Regions from separate parts of the Rattus norvegicus genome. Here all the other regions are linked to region 2. A link is a contact called in public Hi-C data. All regions are on one chromosome and are shown on one strand. Each heading gives the region's core, a stretch centred on a gene start, on an enhancer-like site or on the middle of the called end of the contact. The rest is flanking DNA. Distances are from core to core; before and after follow the strand shown. Region 1 has its middle 35 kb from the start of Glrb. Region 2 overlaps LOC134485928 (a long non-coding RNA gene). Region 3 holds the start of Gria2 (glutamate ionotropic receptor AMPA type subunit 2). Region 4 holds the start of Pdgfc (platelet derived growth factor C).

Region 1 (4,681 bases), core at 940-3,439, 830 kb before region 2:
TTTACTGTTCTTTTTAATATTGTGCCTTCAAAGATCGTACCATCTAATAAGTATACATCATGCTTATAATTAGTATGCAGGTTTTGGCATGTTTGCTTATAGATATTTGATATTTATTGATTATGATGTAATATTGTCATTTATTACTTTTCATTTTATGTTTGTTGTCTTGTTACTATAGTGCAAATTATTTCTGCATATTGAACATTTATCCAACACACTTGAAAAATTCATCAATTGATTGTAACAGCAACTTTTTCATGTTTTCTGGCCATATGATTATTTATGAATAATGACTTTGTGTACCTCCATTGCTTCTGATTACTGTGTCATTTTTCTTACCTTATTTTACTAATTACAGTGTCAGTAGTTCTAAGCAAAATATTGAATGGTATACTGAAAGTGAATTTTTAAATTTCAATTAATTTCTTGTTACTGATTTTAAAGGGGGATTTCCATTTTTATAACTTCTTAATTTTTCTATTTTTTTTAAAAATTTTTATAAATCTTTTTATATTTTTATGTAAATCTATTCACTTATAGGTTAATATGTTTTTCTTTATTCCTAATATTTGAGATTTTTTATCATGTATAAATACTGCATTTGCTCAAATACTTTTTCTAAGTCTTATCAAGGGAACCCTGCCATTTTCCTTGGCTCCCTTGCCCTCCTTCATTTAATAAATTGCAGTGATGTCATTTTTGCAAATGTTCAACTAACTTTGCATATGGAAAGACCTCATCTGGTATTGGAATTTATATAATTGTGAATTGCATTTATGCCCAAGAGTAGTCTGTAACTTCCTTTGTAATTTCCTTACTAGGATTTGGAATCAAGATTTGAATATTAACCTAATAAAAATAGGAACCATGCCTGCTTCTGTGGCTATTCTTGGTTGTGAACTTGACTACATCTGGAATTAACTAAAACCCAAGCAGCTGGGTATACCTGTGAGGAATTTTTTCTTAATTAAATCATTTAAAGTGGGGAGACCCACTTTGAATCGGGATCTTTTGAAGTGGGAAGATATGCCTTTAATCCAGATCATTTGAAGTGGGACGGTCCACCTTTAACCTGGGCTACATCTTTCGTTGGTAACCTCTATAAAGGGAAAGAATAAGGAAGCTGACTCCGTCTGCCTTTTTTTTTTTTTTTCATCCTTGCTGGCAAGTTTCATGCCTTCACTGGAATCAGAGCCTACTTTCCAGGATCCCGGAAATACTGAAGACCAGTGGACACATCCAGCCTCTCAGCCTAAGCAATTACTGGATTCTTGGAACTTCCGTTGGTAGACAGCCATAGTTGGACTAGCTAGACCACGGCCTGTAAGTCACTCTAATAAATTCCCTTCACACACACACACACACACACACACACACACACACACACACACACACCGTGCACACATTCATTCTGTCATGTTTGTTCCTCTAGAGAAACCTAAGACACTTCTTTTTCTGTTTCCTGACAGAATTATGTCTGGCTGGTGCTGACTCTTATCTATAATAATTCTTTTAATATGATATTTAGTAACTATATATTGGGGGTGGGATTCTCATTGTGAGAAGGGATTTGAATACCACATTTAATTTTTCCTGTTAAATTGAGTAAGAGTGCCCTGTAGTCTCTGGATAATTGGATATGTCTATATACCAAATGTTGTATCCGCTGCATGTTAGAAACACCTTTGACCTGAGTTTACAGTAAAGGAACAAGGCGAGAAATATGCGTTCTTGTAGAATTCACATTTTGAAGGGGAGACAGACTTTCCAGAGGTACAACAAGAAATCCAAATTTTCAGTTATGATTAATTCTAAGTAGAGGTTTCTAGTGCCATGGGAGTTGAACATGGGAAGGTTTTATTTAATCTAGACATATTAGGAGTGCTTTTTATGAGTAATTTATAAATTATTATGTTTTCAACTTGAATTTAAGCCATTCCTTTTATCTTTAAAATGTAATCTTAATATGGTGGTCCTTTTCTGTGCAACGCTTCTACCTTGGACTGTGAATGCAATTCTATCTCTAGTTTAGTACAAAATACCCTGATTACAAGAGAAACCGAGTTTTCTATGTGTCCTATACCTGGACAGCTGTTTTATATCTTGACTGTCATTACTTCTCCCCACCACATGGTGTCTCTGTTGACAACTGGACAGCCATAGCCACTGAGCCTTGCACCTCCCAAGAAGGATGGCATTTTGAAATTGACCTTGCAAGGATTTCACAGTCTTGCTTCTGGTCATTATGAACCATCGCTGTTGGTAGCCACGGCCCAGACTCTGCTAGTACTGTTTGAGAAATATTCCCAGTGTCTTAGCAGATGAGAACCACTGTTTATAGGCCTATGTAGATTTAGTTAGATCTTCTTGTATTTCTCAAGACTCTGGTAGTCTTGGCTATCTCTTCCTTACAGTTTACTGTTTACCATGTTAAAAGATAACTAGCCAAATATCTGGTTTCTAATACCAGCTAAACACAGAGATACCTATGGAGTCCATTTACTAAGGAGGATACTCTGTCCAGAAAGATCTGGGGACCTGCTTTCTACTTTCTAGAGAGACTTATCCTCCCAAGGATTACATAGATGATTTCTAGCATGTCCATCACTGAACAAAGAAAGGCAGAGTCAAAAACAAGTAAAAGTTTGTTTTATTAAACCCCCTTTTATTCTAGGTAGCATTGCCAAGGGGAAACTATTAATTGATTCTAATATTAGAAAAATGCTCATGCACCCAATCATAGCAACCAGACTGCTCCTCAGGGCTTTTCTCTGTGTAAAATTTTAGTATTCTTTAAACTTCCTCCAGGCCTGAATGATCTAACTTCTTATTGTTCTCATCCTTCCTCGATCAATTTCGGTTTGTCTATATCTTTTCAAAAGTTCAGTGACCAAAAATGCCACAATATCCAAATAACTAGCTCGTGAATGCATAATGTAGCACACAGATTGTTTCCAAATGTTCCACACATTGTTTTGCTTAATAAATTCCAGAATCATAGTGTTGAAGTTTAGTGTTAGCCTCAGGTCTTTCTTGTCGGTGTCCATAGTCACAACTTCCAATATTTTTATTCCTTTACTACACTTTATTTTGTTTCAGAATCCAGTATTTTAATTAATGTCACTTTGGTTCTTATTTGAGCATTCCAGAAAAATGTCAAGATTTCCAGATGCTAATGTGCCCAAAACTCAACCCCTATGTATGTGCTAGACTAATTATTCAGTAGTTTCAAAACTGGTTTCCTTAATAACTACTGTGTATTTTCCAAATATATCATAACTGTCATGAAGAAAAGCGTTGTTAAGACAATAGGTCACAATGTTTTTCTGATTCTCACAATGTTCTTTTGATTCTGGGAAAAGGTAATTATGTTTTCTCCCACTTCAGTAAAAATGCAATACTTCTGTGCAGGACAAAAAGCAATTCTACTTCTTCCTACCAGTTCTATAAGAACAACTCCATGAAGAACATTTCTTCCTACAATATGCTATAAGAACAACTCCATTAAGAACACTCTTCCTACAGTGTGCTATAAGAACAACTCCATTGAGAACACTCTTCCTACAGTATGCTATAAGAACAGTCTACTGAAGAGACATCCTCCTACAATGGGCAATAACAACAATGCCTTTAAAAACAGCCCCCTACCATGTGCTACTACTAAAGAAATCCTTTCCTCTTTGTTTGCATGTCTGGAAGCAAACACATTGATCCAACATTCCCGAATATCCCTCACTGTTTCTTAAGCTTCTGTATGTAATTTTTAAAGCATATTACACTGTTTTAAAAACAAAATATGTTCGATGGCTCTAAAAATCACAACAGAATCAAGTAAACCCATGAAGCTTAAATTCTATTGGCAGTCATTCAATAAGACACCACAATGAGGGATGTGGAGTTTGGGCAATTTTTAAGAGATTTGTCCAAAATCAATAATCAAAATAAACAACTAGTTAATAGGTTGTAAATTATAAGGTCCTTTTTTGCCCATACAACACTATCCCTACACTTTATACATCAATTTGACATGAAATTCAAATAACACAAGATGCATTGCCAATTACTGCTTTGTAAGTATGTTTGATTTTTATCCTTCAATGAGCTCCAAATTAGCACTTCAACAAAGAGTCTTGTGGAACTGGCATTGAGATTCAGCAACTTATTTAGCTAGAATTTCCTGCCTTTCCCACTTCCTGCTTCTGGTATCTCTATGGTAGTCATGAAATGTCCTGCCTTGTGGTCTGTTTGACTCTCTGGTCATTCTAATCTCTTCCACTTGTTTGCAGCATTTTGGACTGTAGCTAATTCCTGCTATTTCTTTGTGGCTTGTCTCAGTGTTTTTCCAAAATGTGGGAAGCAAATTTTATATTAATTCTTCCTCCCTAAGATTGCTTGCTCATACTAGGGGGAAAACTAGACTTTTTTTTTGTTTTCTCAATTCTGAACTTTATACATTTAAATTCAATATTCTTTATTTGAAAAACAGAGAATGGTATAAGAGTACTAAAATCAAGTTCTCTAAAACTTGTCAATGCTGAGAGCTGAGGAGTTAGCCCAGCAGAACACTTGCCTAACATTTAGAAGGCTGTCCGCCTAATCCCAGCACTAAAGGGAAAAAGCTGTTGAAATGATCAGTTGTGAGAAAGCACACCTCTTACCATAACTGGATTCTAGAGCA
Region 2 (4,494 bases), core at 689-3,188:
TTTTACTGAAAAGTTTTGTTATTTTCATGTAATGTATTCTGATTATGGTTTTCCTTCTCTGAATCAGTCCCAGATCTGCCCCATATCCCTACTCACCCACATCCATATCCTTTCTTGCTCCCTCTCAAAAGAAAATAAGTGAGCATTAAAATAATAATAATAATAATAGTAATAATAGTAATAAACAAACAAGCAACAACCTAAATAGGACAAAACAAACACAAAAAAGATTTCACAAGAAAATCAAAGAATACTCAAAAGAAACACATATCGATGTAGAGACATACACATTGGCAAACACAGAAATCTCATTAAAAACCCAAAATCAGAAGGAAGCCTCCAGGTTATATAAACAAAATGCCTATAGGGAAAGGAAAAATTGAGAAAATAAAATGCCCAGACATATCATGGAGAAACAAAAGCAAAACCAAATCAAACCAAACCAAAACAATAACAACAATAACCAAACACCCCAAAACTACCATTGAGTTTGTTTTGGGGTGGTCGTGTACTTCTGGGCACCAGACCTGGCTTTAAGAGTGGTTTGTATACCCAGTGAGCATCTTTTGGAGAAGACTAATTTGTCATTTATGAGTAGTTATCAATTAATTATAGCTTGAGGGTTGGGAATGTTAGCTAGAAACACAGACATCATTAAAAAGCAATTTACACAAACTCATAAGTACTCATATTTGAATCAGAAGCATTACTCATGTGAAATGTTATTTTGTGCAAATGTATTCTTTGACTACCATCTGTTCTTGGAGTTATTTCTGCGTGTGGAATTCACACATCAAAAGTTCTATACATGGAAGGATACAGTCTTAACTCTGTGTTCAAAGTCGTGCATGCTTGTTTCCAACAAGAGCAAGCTCCATTCGGAGGAGCCAGCTATGTTAGTAAACCCGGCAAACAGGCCAAACAGGGCAGCCTCCCCTGGAACACCAGCGGGTGGTCTCTGGGCTCATTATTAACTCTTCTCTGGATCTACAGTTTTTCACAACTCTGGATGCACTTTCTAGGTCCCTTTACTTAGTAATTTCTCGATAATTCAACTGATCAGATGATTACAAGCAATTGGTTTATTAGGAAAAGGAAATGCCCAACAAGTACTCTAACTAGAATGCCTTCGCCTGGCGAAGTCCACCGAGTTTTCCTCTGATGGGTCATTGTGACTCTGAGTGGTATGTCTTCTCCCTGTTCCCCAGACTACTGCATCACATGCTAATCTACACATGCTAATCTACACAAGACTCCTGGTTTTGTTCTTGGCAATTCAGAAATGTATAACAAAGTCCCTGTGATAAAGGCTTTTTACTTTAAATTATAAATTCTTGTCTCATCCTTAATCTCGTTAGGAAGCAGAGAGAGTGAGTAAATTTCACCGGAGAAACTCCATGTTACGGAGATAATCAGCTGTGAGGGTTAACTGATCAGCTGTGAGGGATATAGTGATCGCATTTGAGAGAGATTAGGGCTGCCCAAAGGAAGAGCAAACTTGGTCAGGAAAATCCCCTGCTTGTTTAGGCCTGCAGCTTGTTTGGGAAGGAGTGGTTGAGGCTCTGGGAATGGCAGAACTGGGCTACTGGTGTTTCTGGGTGGAAGCTGGTCCACACTCAGCAGACAGGAAGGAAATGAGCCAGCCTGCTGGGTGCGGGCATTCAGCCCATTAAGCAAACCCACAGAGGAAGTCCTGGTGCTGCTAAAGACTCTAAGCCTGGAGCATTCAGTATCAGAATGCTTCAAGTGTAACTTTCTGAAGGTGATCATAGGGCTTGATCTGAGCCTATGAGGTCACCGTGTCCTCTGGATACGTGGCTGGATAAAAAGGCTACCACATGTTCTCACCACACACCCACATCATGTACGGAATAATGCATCAGAAGCCAGAAGGGTAACGCCAAAGCAAAGCCACTCAGAGGAAGACTAACAGAAAGAAAAAAAAAAAATTTTTTTCTTCAGCGTGACTCTCGCGCCCTCTATTGGCAAATTTGGTATCATGCGACGTTTACAGAGCTGTTTTATAAGGAGGGTGTGTTTTGGGAGTCAATCTGGCATTGTGTTCTCTCTCGATCCTCAGTAGAGGGTCTTGGCTGATACATTTGTAAAGTTAGTCCCTCCATTTTGTAATGGTATCTTTCCTTGTCATCTTGCCCTATCAAGTTTGTAAGTCGGAAATTTAGGGTTCCCCTGATTCTCCTGACTCTTCGGCGACTTTCTCCATAGCAAACATCTGCCTCAAATAAACTCTCTCTCTCTCTCTCTCTCTCTCTCTCTCTCTCCCTCCCTCCCTCCAACTTATGTCATTATCTATCCTATGGACGACTCTATTTATTTCTTGTGAAGAAGTAGCTAAGGGCCTGTAGTTCATGAGGCATTTTACTTGGCAGTCGAGGTAGGTAGGTAGATATAATCCATTTATGTTATTGAAGTTTGAACTGCACTCTGTCAATTAGTAACATTAGTAATTCCAAGCATAAATATTGAAATAACATAACCATGATTAAAAATAATGATGACAATAGAAATAGGAAATTGCTTATAACATGTCAGTAAGATTTGACCTAAAATCCTGATACTAGCTAGCTTCCTCTAGTTAGGTGGAGACCCTCAGGGGAAAACAAGGAAGGCCATCCCTTCCAAAGAGAGAGAGCAAAATCTCTGGAGTCAAAAGTAAAAATCATTTAAGACTCTGAAAATTATCTAAAGAATCACAAAAAATGTGTTTGGAGGGAAGGGAATCTGTAAAACGATCCAGCCCATGGACCATGTTAAGACTCGGGAAACATGTTAAAGATGTAGGTATTTTCTCCAAGACCTTTGATAGGATTTCCAGTGGTTTGTCATTTGGCTCCCTTTTGAGATTCTTTTCTGCTTCCCCGCTAAACCAAATCTTACTCTCCAGGTCTCCTTTCTCATCACAAATATCATAACCACTTATCTTTACGTGATGTTAAGCTCTATCCTTCCGAGTTTCCAGTTCCAATGGGGTGCCCACCCTGAAAAAAGGTGCTCAATGATTCTCTACTCCAATACCTGGTGCTTAACTCTGTGTAGTTTTAGGGTGCAGCTCTTTTCTACTCTCCCAGTCAGCTTGCTTGCTTCGTGGTATGCTTTGAGACGACTTGGTGTATTAATCAGCTCTTCAATTACTAGAACACAAACCTTGAGATGGACCTATCAAAAATCAGAGAGATCTTTATTTTAGCTCATTGTTTTGGAGGTTCAAATTTAATATCAGGCGCTCGACTTCCTTCAACCCCAGATGAGTGTCATGCCTCATTATGGACTCAAATACTTTCTGGTCAAGACAGGAGGCAAGAAAGAATAGGGATCCCACAGTACTCTTAGACATAGGCAGTCAGTGACTTCAGGAGCTCAGGCTGAGCCCTGCTACTTAATTTCTAGCATTTCTTAACAGTGCCAACCTGGAACCCAAACTCATAACACAGGGACTTGACTGGGAGAAATTTTCATCCAAACCATAAATTTCAAGAACCTTGTAAAGTAAAGAACTGAAGAATTGTGGCATCAGACAATGAGGAATCTAAGCTCCCTGCCCCTAGCAAACAGTGGAGACATTTGTCAACATCTATGAGAACCAACTATCCCAAACAAGGAAGAAGGTGAGTAAAACTCTAGACATGTTAACTGAAATTTCATGGGAGTCTGAACTAGAGAAAAAAAAGCAAGTATGATGCACCCTGATTCCAGATATTAAATAGACCCAGAGCTATCCACATGAACGCATATCCAGTCAAAACATTCAGACTCTCAGTCAGTCTGAACTTCTCTACCAATTAAATTTCACAGGGATGAATTTAGACATTATCTAAATACCAAGATAGGTTTTTTTTTCTAGTACTTCATTTATTACAGTGATCTGGGAAGAAATTTCATATATTATCATACAGTGGTCCAGAAGTCACAAGTTTTGATATGTAGAGTTCTAACTGAAAGTACAACTGAGATGTATTAATAGTTACTTTTTTTAAAAAAAGGTTGAGAATAGATTTTTTAATATAATATATTCTGATTATGATTCATTGCCACCAATTCCTCCCATATCCTCCCTCCCACCCACCCAAATCCCATACCATTTCTTGTTGTCTTTATCTCATTAAGATGCAAACAGTCATATTATTATTATTATTATTATTTTAGAAAATAAAGACAAAAATCAGGGTAAGACAAACAAAAGAAACAGAACCAGAGGAAAAACTCAATAAACATGTATAGACACAGAGACACATATATTTGCACACAGAGAAATCCCACTCAAACACAAAATTAGACATCATAGTATCTACACAAATGGCCTATAAGGGAAACAGAAGAACAGCAGTAAGGAAGTATCATGAGACAAAGAACCTCCAAATATCCCACAGAGTTTGCTTTATGTTGACCACCTCCTGTGGCGTGTGGTGCCTGGCGGAGTGGTTTGTATGCCTAGTGACAGGTCATTGGTAAAAATTAATTTTTATTTGTGAGGGC
Region 3 (4,698 bases), core at 1,402-3,901, 1.0 Mb before region 2:
AGAAAAACTAGAATTCTGACCAGAACCACGTTATCACCTATTCATTTCTTCATTTATTTGTTTGGGGACAGGATTTGCAACCTGATCTGCTGATGTTCCTGGCATGACAGGCTGGGGGTGCAGGGGGCGTGGGTGAGATGGCAACCGGTTGTGAGAACGCTGCCTTGGGGCATTTCCTCTGGTGATTTTCCGCTCTGTTACAGGGGAACCAAAGTGGGAGGTGAACCACCTGCAAATCTTCCCCCAAATTGTTATCTATGGAATGGAAGCTGAGAATACCAAGGCAGGAAACATCTGCCAGCCTGGAGGCCGGAAATGGTAGCAGCTGGGAGCGCGCAGGATGCTGCCTCAGCGTGGGGACCTGGTCGCCCGGCCTCGGGCGACCTCGCACTTGCCCAGCAACTGGACACCAGTCATTCTGCCCAAAGTCTTGCCAGAGCATCCTCATGAGTTCCAGATCCCTACGCAGAGGCCAGGGGCTGATACTGAAAACTGAAAATGCTAAAATGGCTGGTCTGCTACTTCTTCAGATTTTAAAACTCAGCTGGATGCAATCGCTTCCGAGTCAACCTCAGTCTCCAGTAGCCTTTGCCTGAGCCTGCGACCACGGAACAAAGCACGCCCGGCCGGCGAGCACTCAGGCCATCCTCGCCTCTACTTGGGCGTTGCTTCAGGGAGCTGAGAACGCACCTAGCTTCTGGTCCTCGACTTCCTCATCCCTGTTCTGCCCGCGACCAGGTGGAGGTTTGTATATGGTAGGCATCCCCATCAACACCCGCATCCCCTGCTGACTGCATCCTCAGCTCCTCGGGGTCTCCATTCTCCTAGCATCCCTGCTCATACCAGTCAGTCAGGGCCTGCGTCAGTCTCGTGCCCGCGCCCCTCGGGTGGGCATTATGTAACAGCCCCGGGCCCAACTCCACAACCATTGCAATAACTTGTCCCGTGCAATAGAACGACGTGGGGCTTGCGGGGACTGCAGGTCGAAGCTGCCCTGCCAGGCTACAGGACTAAGGCATGAGATCTGTCCAACAGTCCCACAGCGCGCCCTGGGGAACAGCGTGTTCTCTTCTGGTGGAGTGCCAATAGGCGCTCAAGAGGGAGGGGGTTGGGAGATCCTCTTTGGAGGCGCCAGAATCAAGCCAGAACCCCCTGAATTCGAAAGACCAGTCCAAGTCCAACCCCTACCCCCAGATTCTAGGGTGCACATACTGTCACACTGTTCAATGGCTTTTGTCCCCACTTCACAGCCCGCTGGCCAGTGGGGGTCCCAAAGATTACAGCCACCTTCTCTCTGTACCCTCACACGCACGCGCGTGTGCAGTCACTCCCACCCACACATGACAGGCCGGCAAAACACACACACACACACACACACACACACACACACACACACACACACACACCATCCTTCACCAGCATTCACAGGCTTGCTTTCTCTGTGCAGCATAGGAAGAACGTGAATATTCATTACTTACAAGCATTGGTGACTGCGAAACTGTTGGCTACCTCCAAATTGTCGATATGGGGTGTCAGTCTGAACTCCGAAGTGGAAAACTGAACCATCCCTACCCGAAATGCACTGTATTCTTGATCAGCGCCCCTTGGAAATAGCCCCCCTGCAAAGAATAAATAGCAAGCAAGAGAACATTGTCAGAGCCCTGGAGAGGTAAGAGTGGGGTGCTAACACCCAGCAGCCCCAGAGTCTCTTATTCACACTAACCACTAGAATAAACATAATCAGTGAGTTGGGCAGCAAGGGTCGGACATCCAAAAGGTGCCCAATGAATCTAGGCAAGGAGGGGAGTCTAAAGACCAAAAATGTTCTCCCTTTTAATCTCAAGCTTTGCGATCATACCCCCGAAAATCTGAACACACTAGGAGATGCCTTAAGGCAGAAGTAACGCAGTCCCGGGGTCAGAACAGATCCTCTCCCCGCTATTGTGTCAAAAGGCATACTCATGTCTTTTTACTTCAGTCTAAAAAAAAATCATGTATATTCTAGGTAGTTTAAATCTGGAATGCAGTCAAGGTATGACATAAGTCTACATGACATGAATTAATTTGGTCACTGTGAACAAAGATTAGCACCAAATTATGCACAATTCAAAGGCATAAGACAAAAGGTACCTACCTATCTGTATGCTGTTAGAAGAGACACCAAAAATCAGTCCCCATAAAACAGGAGAAAGGAGGACAGAAATATGCATAATCTTTTGCATTTCCAAGAAAAGTAGAGCATCCACAAAATATCCCCTCGTTTCCCTTTCTTCCTCTTCCTTCTTTGACTGTTTTCCTCAGCAAATTAGATCCTCTGCATTGTGAGGTCGATATTTAGCAAGGAGCTGCTAAAAACACGAAGTGAAGGCAGAAGAATCCTTATTTCCCAGTTGTAGCTGGTGGCTGTTGATGCCTTGCGTCCTGTCCCTGCTCCCGAAGTCCCGAGGACTGGCTGAATGCAGTTTTTAGCTGAGCTGCCGCTGTAGTCCTGGTGTCTGGGAATATCAGCACCCTCCCATGCACTCACACAATCACCCTCTCTCGAGCTCTCTTCTCCCTCTCTCCTCTCTCACACGAGCGCGCACACACATACACACACATACACACACACGCACACACACAGGAAAGTCACAGAGAGGGGCAGGCAGTCTCGGGCGCGCGTGCGCGACTCAAGGCAGGCAGGGAGCTCGCGCACCTACCCCTCCCCCGCACAGCGCCCTGCACCCTGCACAGCCCTGGCAGCTTCTGCACGGTGCCGAGAAAGCTCAGCTCAGAGCCGGGCAGCCTGGTGCCTCTTAGAGACCTCCAGTCTTGCGCATCCGATTTTAGCACCGAGGACAGCGCTTTAGTCGGAGCTCTGGGCTGAGGTTGCAGGGTTTATGGTAGCTGCAGAGATGCTCCAGCCAGATCCAAATGCTGCAAAACTGATTTCCGGTTGCTATGCCTGGGAAGCCGAACTGCTAATTGCTATTGGCAGTGAAGCTTTCTTCCGTAGGGCCCTGTTGTTTTATATCAAGTACAACGAATATGATTTGATTGTCTCAAAATCCACTTAGCAATATCGACACACTGCCTTCTGCCTCACCTGACCCAGCTAAAAAGCAAAAATACTCTCTGAAAGGACGACTCCCAAAACTGTGAACTTTAGCTTCCTATGATGCAAGCATAATTCCAGGGAAACCCAAAATTCTATCCTTAACTACAAAAGATGCCGCGGAGGTTGGGTGTTTGTAACTGGATTGAACCTTTGAAGGACTTTGTGTAGGAATCCATCTTTAGAGTATGCCCCTTTGGGTTATGGTTCGATTCGTTCAAGCCGCACTGCCTGTGGATTGCTCTTGAACTACAGTGCAGACTCCCTCCTGCTGTACGGTCATGTAGACTTGGCTCTTAGATGTCCTTTTTATTTATATGGATTGAAAGGAACCGTAGGTTTCTGGGAGGAGAAAAAAAAATAGACCAAGGTTGTCTAGAAAGGATGTCCATAATCTGTCCAGACTCTAAGTTACAAACCAGATACCCCATTATATTATGGACCTTAGATTTCAAAAATAATCACTGCCTCAAAGAAGTAGGTTACCTCATTACATCAAGCCGGCTTGAATATCTGGGATATAACGAATAGGTTAGAAGTTCAAGTTTGTGAGAAGGGGCTTGGTGAAGACTCCTGATGATTCTATGTGCCTGTGAAATTCATGTTCAATATTCTACTTCATGCCAAGCCATCTCTGTGTTCCTGCTGTGACAATTCTCTCTGAAGCCTCAGAAATCCTTCACCAAACTGTATGTGTTTTGTTTTAAACAGAGAAACTAAAGAAGTCTCGGTTCAAAGATCTGTTGCCAGGAGCCAGGAGAGCCATTGAAGCTGACAACATCAAAGGGAGAACTGGCTGATGGCCCCGAAGTGCACGAGAGCACTTCCTGGTTATATCTTATGGAGGAAAGGTGACTTTAATATCACACATGGTAACTTCCTTCTGAACCCCCTTAAATCCTACTTCTGCCTTAGTCACACTGGGTCTAAAACTTCCCATTTGTTAAAATAGATTTTAAAATACATATTCTTTATAAAAATGAGAAGGAATGAACAAAAGCAAAACGCGAAGTAATATCTGTGACTTCTAAATACTGTAAGCTTATGGTTTCATGTTATGATCTCTCTGTCTTTATCTCTCTGTGTGTTTGTGTGTGGGCGCATGCGTGTGTGTCCCTACGGCAAGAATACAGAACATAGGTATAATGTACTAAGATTATAAGTTTACATATTCTAGGTGAAAAATACCTTCTTTTTATAACCAATAATTTATTTCACCTGGAAATCAAAAACTCCACACGATTTAGCAGATCCTCTAAATAGAAAAGTACAAAAGCCTTGCAGAAAATCAATAAAAATAAAATTATAGGCACGACAAGAATTATAAACATCCCAACTTGTTACATAAAGAATAATCAAACAAATTACACACATTTCCATCTCTACTTCTGACGCCCAGCACAAGAGTGGTTTGAAGTTTATGAACTTCAACATCTAAAAGAATCAGTCAGATCAACAGATACAGCGAATAAAACGTCTCTTCAGTGACATTCTTCTTTTACTTGCTTTTCAATATTTTCCACCAAAGCATCTTCAGTCTCATTCAAAGTGCTTTGAGATGATAATTGAAGATAAAGGGACAGAAGCTTGATTATCGAAAAAAA
Region 4 (4,222 bases), core at 1,690-4,189, 750 kb before region 2:
AACAACAACCATGTGAGTGCATTGAAAAGAAACCAGCCAATGTGGCTGTGATTTTGTCTTGGGGTCACTCAGGAGCACCTGGCCGGCTTTATTTATAAGGCAATTGTCAAATCATTCTGTAGAATATGGATGAGGTGAAACACAGAGGTGGCGTGGTATTGTAGATCATCTGTAACTTTTCAAATACAACCTTCTCTGAAATTCCAGGGAGAATGTGAGTCCAATAAAGAAACCTGTCAGTCAGTCCAATGTGTTTATTTATGATCCCGGTGTGCCAGGCACTGTTCTAGCCAATCTGAAGTGATACAAAGTAAAGCTTAGTCATCACTCCGTGCAGTCTTTGGAGTGCAAATGGATTAAGTCTGAACACACATGAATCCTATGTGGGTGGTCAAGAAGGCCAACTGAATGGAGATGCAAAAGGTTCATTTAGAAAAACCAGATCAGAAAACTAAGTACATTAAAAAAACTGGACCATGATGGATTGGATTGCAAAGAGATCTACTCATTAGGCATGCCTTGTGTGTGTGTGTGTGTGTGTGTGTGTGTGTGTGTGTGTGTGTGTGTGTCTCATTTCGATTAAATTTGGGAACTCTGCTTCGCACATTCAGAAACATACAAAAGAGTTTGGAATGCATGTATGTAACATGCATACATGTATGGAATTGCATTGAAGATTAGGCGCTGCTAACTTGAATAAAGTAACAATGCTTGTACCATTAATGCACATACACTTAAATCTAAGTGACTTTAAGGCTTACCTGTCTTTCTATCCAGTACCGTGAACATAGAAATCCACAGATAAGGATGAATGAATGGAACAGGTTTATAAATATTTCACAGGAGAACGACATCTTTCTTTGGTCCTGGGGACTACCTCGATGCCAAACAGGAGTTAGCTATGATAATGAGCAACCTGTCAAGTATCCATTTAGAGGAGGAGAGACAAGGACTGAGACCTGGCTAGAACAGGGCTATTTGGTAGGCTCTAGTGGTGTCCAAGAACAAAGAAAAGGCTTGACGTTTTCATGTGGACGGAAGCAGTATTTTATATCTGGCTCCAAGTCATGCCTGGTTTCAGCAATGTTTACCGTGGTTCTGCGGTTGGAGTGCACGCACTGACTGACTCAACTAAGTACTCGGTGATGCATCTATCTGATGGCACACCAAGGCATTTGCTTGATGTATTATGTTTATTTTTCTTATTTTCATTTTCTTTTTTATTACCCCCCCAAAGATGCATCTTTTGTTTAGATTTCAAACCTTACTGTGCCTTCAACACATTCATGAGGATTTTCTGCCCCTTGATAAGCACAGCATGTTGGATCCTGTCACAGACACATGCCTTGCACATGGAGCGATCCTAGGCCCTGCTGACATGTTTTTTTCATTTTCGATAACCTCATAGGAACTTCAGGTCTCAGCACGAAGCACTTGGTGCATAAAGGCAATCAGTTCAAATATCAGGGGCTCCAGAACAGCCTGTATGTGAGTTGCCACACTCTGTCCCCAGATACTCTAGGGTCTGGTTTTCACTGTCAAGCAGCACCCAGGTGGGTGGAAGGCAGGGACCCCACTGTTTAGTGGTTCTCTCCAGTTCCTCTCCAAACAGGGTGCATTCGGATACAGTGGTGTCTGGCTTCAATTCATATTACAACTTGGACCCTTTATCTTTACTTTTGCTTTATCCTGGAAGGATCTTGAGTTCAACTACTCTCCCTCAGGGCAAAACTCTGGCCACGAGTCCGGACAAAGCACTTTGGGAGCGGGGATCCCCTTAGGAATGAAAGACAAGTCACAGCCAGGGAGAGCCAGAGGAGGAGGAGTGACTGTCTTCTCCAGCTTTCTTTTTTTTTTCCTCTCGGCGTTTGCAGCACCCTTGAACAGCCCGCAGGCTCCTTATTTGGGGTTAGGGGCGTCTAGGGGAAAGGAAGCCGGGGGCCGCCTGGCCGCATTCCTCGCCGCAGTGTGGGCTCCGTCTGCCGCGAGGCCCGCAGTACCCCCTGTCTGCGTCAGCACCTGTTGTCCCGCCAGCTGGCGGCCCGGGCCCCCCGCGCCCCCCACGCCCGCCCGGCCGCCCGCCCCGCGCCCCGCGCGCCGCCCGCTGGGGGAAAGTGGAGACAGGGAGGGGACAAGCGCGGTCCTCAGGGCCAGCCAGGCCTTCCCTGCGCAGCCAGTGCTAAGCGGCCACTGCTCCACAGCCCTGCGCCCTGCCCTGCCTTAGGGCAGGCATCTGAGCGAGCGCTCGGAACTCCGAGCGGCCCAGGCTCTCCCGACTTCCTGCAGCGCTTCGTCAGTACCCCAGGGAACTTCGGTGGCCGCCGACTGCAGCAGGGAGGCGGCTACGCGGTGGATCTGGGCCAGCTCCGAGTTGCCCCCGCGGCCTCCCTGCCCGCCCGGGACCCGCGCGGCACTCGCAGGGCACGGTCCCCTCCCCCCAGGTGGGGGTGGGGCGCCGCCGGCTGCCCCGATCCTCAGCTTTGTCATTGATCCCAAGGTGCTCGCCTCGCTGCCGACCTGGCTTCCAGTCTGGCTCGGCGGGATCCCGAGTCCTCGCCTGTGTCCTGTCCCCCAAACTGACAGGTGCTCCCAGCTAGTCGCCACGACTCATCGCCGCTCCTCCGCGTCCCCACCCCCTCTTTCCTCCCTCGCCTCCCCCCACCCCCCGCACTTCGGCACAGCTCAGGATTTGTTTAAACCTTGGGAAACTGGTTCAGGTCCAGGTTTTGCTTTGATCCTTTTCAAAAACTGGAGACACAGAAGAGGGCTCTAGGAAAAACTTTTGGATGGGATTATGTGGAAACTACCCTGCGATTCTCCGCTGCCAGAGCCGGCCAGGCGCTTCCACCGCAGCGCAGCCTTTCCCCGGCTGGGTTGAGCCTTGGAGTCGTCGCTTCCCCAGTGCCCGCCGTGAGTGAGCCCTCGCCCCAGTCAGCCAAATGCTCCTCCTCGGCCTCCTCCTGCTGACATCTGCCCTGGCCGGCCAGAGAACCGGGACTCGGGCTGAGTCCAACCTGAGCAGCAAGTTGCAGCTCTCCAGCGACAAGGAGCAGAACGGTGAGTCTCGCCCCCTCCTCCCACTTCCCGCGTCTCTCTGTGCGTTCCGATTGGCATTGTGCGGTGGCATGTGGGATCCTCCAGCCCTGGAGCTGATGGTTGCGTCTTTGGCGCTGCAGATGGGAGTCTCGTGAGTCCGCCTGCACTTTTGGGGAGTTGGGGGGGGGGTGGGATTTCAGGAGTTTGCAACTTCAGAAGCTCACTGAGCAGCGGGAGCGGGAGTGCCCCCGCAACCTCAGATTGGAGAGGACGCGTGGGCTATGGGAAGGATTGGAAAAGTCAGCTGTGACCACACTGCTAGGTGGCATATGGCCGGAGTTACAAGTAAAAGAACTGCTATTAAGAAGAAATCCCAAAATGAATGAGTCGTGGCAAGTTTGAATTTACACAGGTATGGGGGGGGGGTGGTTTAAGAATGGAGAGTTCAGGAAAGGTATCAGACTCCTTAATTGAAACACTGTATATGGGAAGGCAGACGCCAATAAAGAATTAGGTGAGAAATACAGAGGTCAAGAGGCCACTTGGACATTTTCAAAGGAATTGGTTATGGTTTTTCTCTTGCATTTTTTTTTTAAAGCGTGCCTTTGTGCCCCGAAGCCCTCACCTTTTGGTGGTGTATTTTTTGTATGTGTTCATGAATGACTATTTTGTATGTGTTGGAAGCGATTTAATCCTGCATAGGAAATGAGAATTACTTTCAGCTTTCAAGTGTACCTGAAATGTTTAGAAAACTTTCAAATGCAAGTTCCCCTGGGCTGGGATTGCAAAGAGCTGGAGAAAAGCTTCTTTCATAAGTCCAGGGAAGCTCCGGGTGTGTAATTTGCTTAGCCTCTGAACCCCATATGATTCACATCATTCAATTTCTAAACTCTTTTGCTCTTGATCTACCCATTATAAAGCCATTTTTGAGACTCTTTTGTAAGTAGAAATTTTATACCGCACATGAAACCACAATGTTAATGTAGGCTGTCTAAAACTGGAATATTAAATACCCTGTTTACAAGCAGAGGTTCTTGCTGCTATTTAAAAAAGAAATGTACATGTTTTTCTACTTTGTCATCTGTTTACAATGCAACTTCGCCAGCCAGGTAAGATGCCTGCAAGAGACATTTGGAAAATGAGGATGGAGTTAGAGCATTGTTTGACACACAGTGACGTTTTCTAT

Evidence for each region. Hi-C and Micro-C count contacts between places; a contact is called where the count stands out from the background.
Region 1: a contact with region 2 is called in a Hi-C map of kidney, with 12 times the contacts expected there. The contact joins two enhancer-like sites. A contact is called at or near these places in 12 of 12 Hi-C or Micro-C datasets (the A7r5 cell line, the Rat2 cell line, Schwann cells and 7 more).
Region 3: a Hi-C map of the A7r5 cell line shows a contact between it and region 2, with 6 times the contacts expected there. The contact joins the promoter of Gria2 here to the enhancer-like site in region 2. A contact is called at or near these places in 3 of 12 Hi-C or Micro-C datasets (the A7r5 cell line, Schwann cells and frontal cortex) and 1 of 1 datasets of contacts at active chromatin or transcription factors (oligodendrocytes).
Region 4: a contact with region 2 is called in a Hi-C map of the A7r5 cell line, with 12 times the contacts expected there. The contact joins the promoter of Pdgfc here to the enhancer-like site in region 2. A contact is called at or near these places in 10 of 12 Hi-C or Micro-C datasets (the A7r5 cell line, the Rat2 cell line, Schwann cells and 7 more) and 1 of 1 datasets of contacts at active chromatin or transcription factors (oligodendrocytes).

Annotation. Positions count from the first base shown.
Region 1 is chr2:168,538,577-168,543,257 of GRCr8, forward strand. No RefSeq gene overlaps it. Among named protein-coding and RNA genes, the nearest start is that of Glrb, 35 kb to the left of the region's middle. Within about 2 kb of position 2,190, at least 5 of the 93 cell types and tissues checked have an H3K27ac peak or open chromatin away from gene starts, as enhancers often do.
Region 2 is chr2:169,363,938-169,368,431 of GRCr8, forward strand. LOC134485928 (a long non-coding RNA gene) reads right to left here. Exons shown (of 4, transcript XR_010064325.1): 3 at 3,037-3,177. Among named protein-coding and RNA genes, the nearest start is that of Rnu1-83, 28 kb to the left of the region's middle. Within about 2 kb of position 1,939, at least 34 of the 93 cell types and tissues checked have an H3K27ac peak or open chromatin away from gene starts, as enhancers often do. A contact at or near this core is called in the A7r5 cell line, where this site is marked.
Region 3 is chr2:168,364,965-168,369,662 of GRCr8, forward strand. It overlaps Gria2 (glutamate ionotropic receptor AMPA type subunit 2), which reads right to left and starts at 2,652. Exons shown (of 16, transcript NM_017261.2): 1 at 2,135-2,652; 2 at 1,479-1,619. The coding sequence starts at 2,222. It overlaps LOC134485927 (a long non-coding RNA gene), which reads left to right and starts at 1,532. Exons shown (of 2, transcript XR_010064323.1): 1 at 1,532-1,669; 2 at 3,806-4,698.
Region 4 is chr2:168,612,229-168,616,450 of GRCr8, forward strand. Pdgfc (platelet derived growth factor C) reads left to right here and starts at 2,940. Exons shown (of 6, transcript NM_031317.1): 1 at 2,940-3,057. The coding sequence starts at 2,940.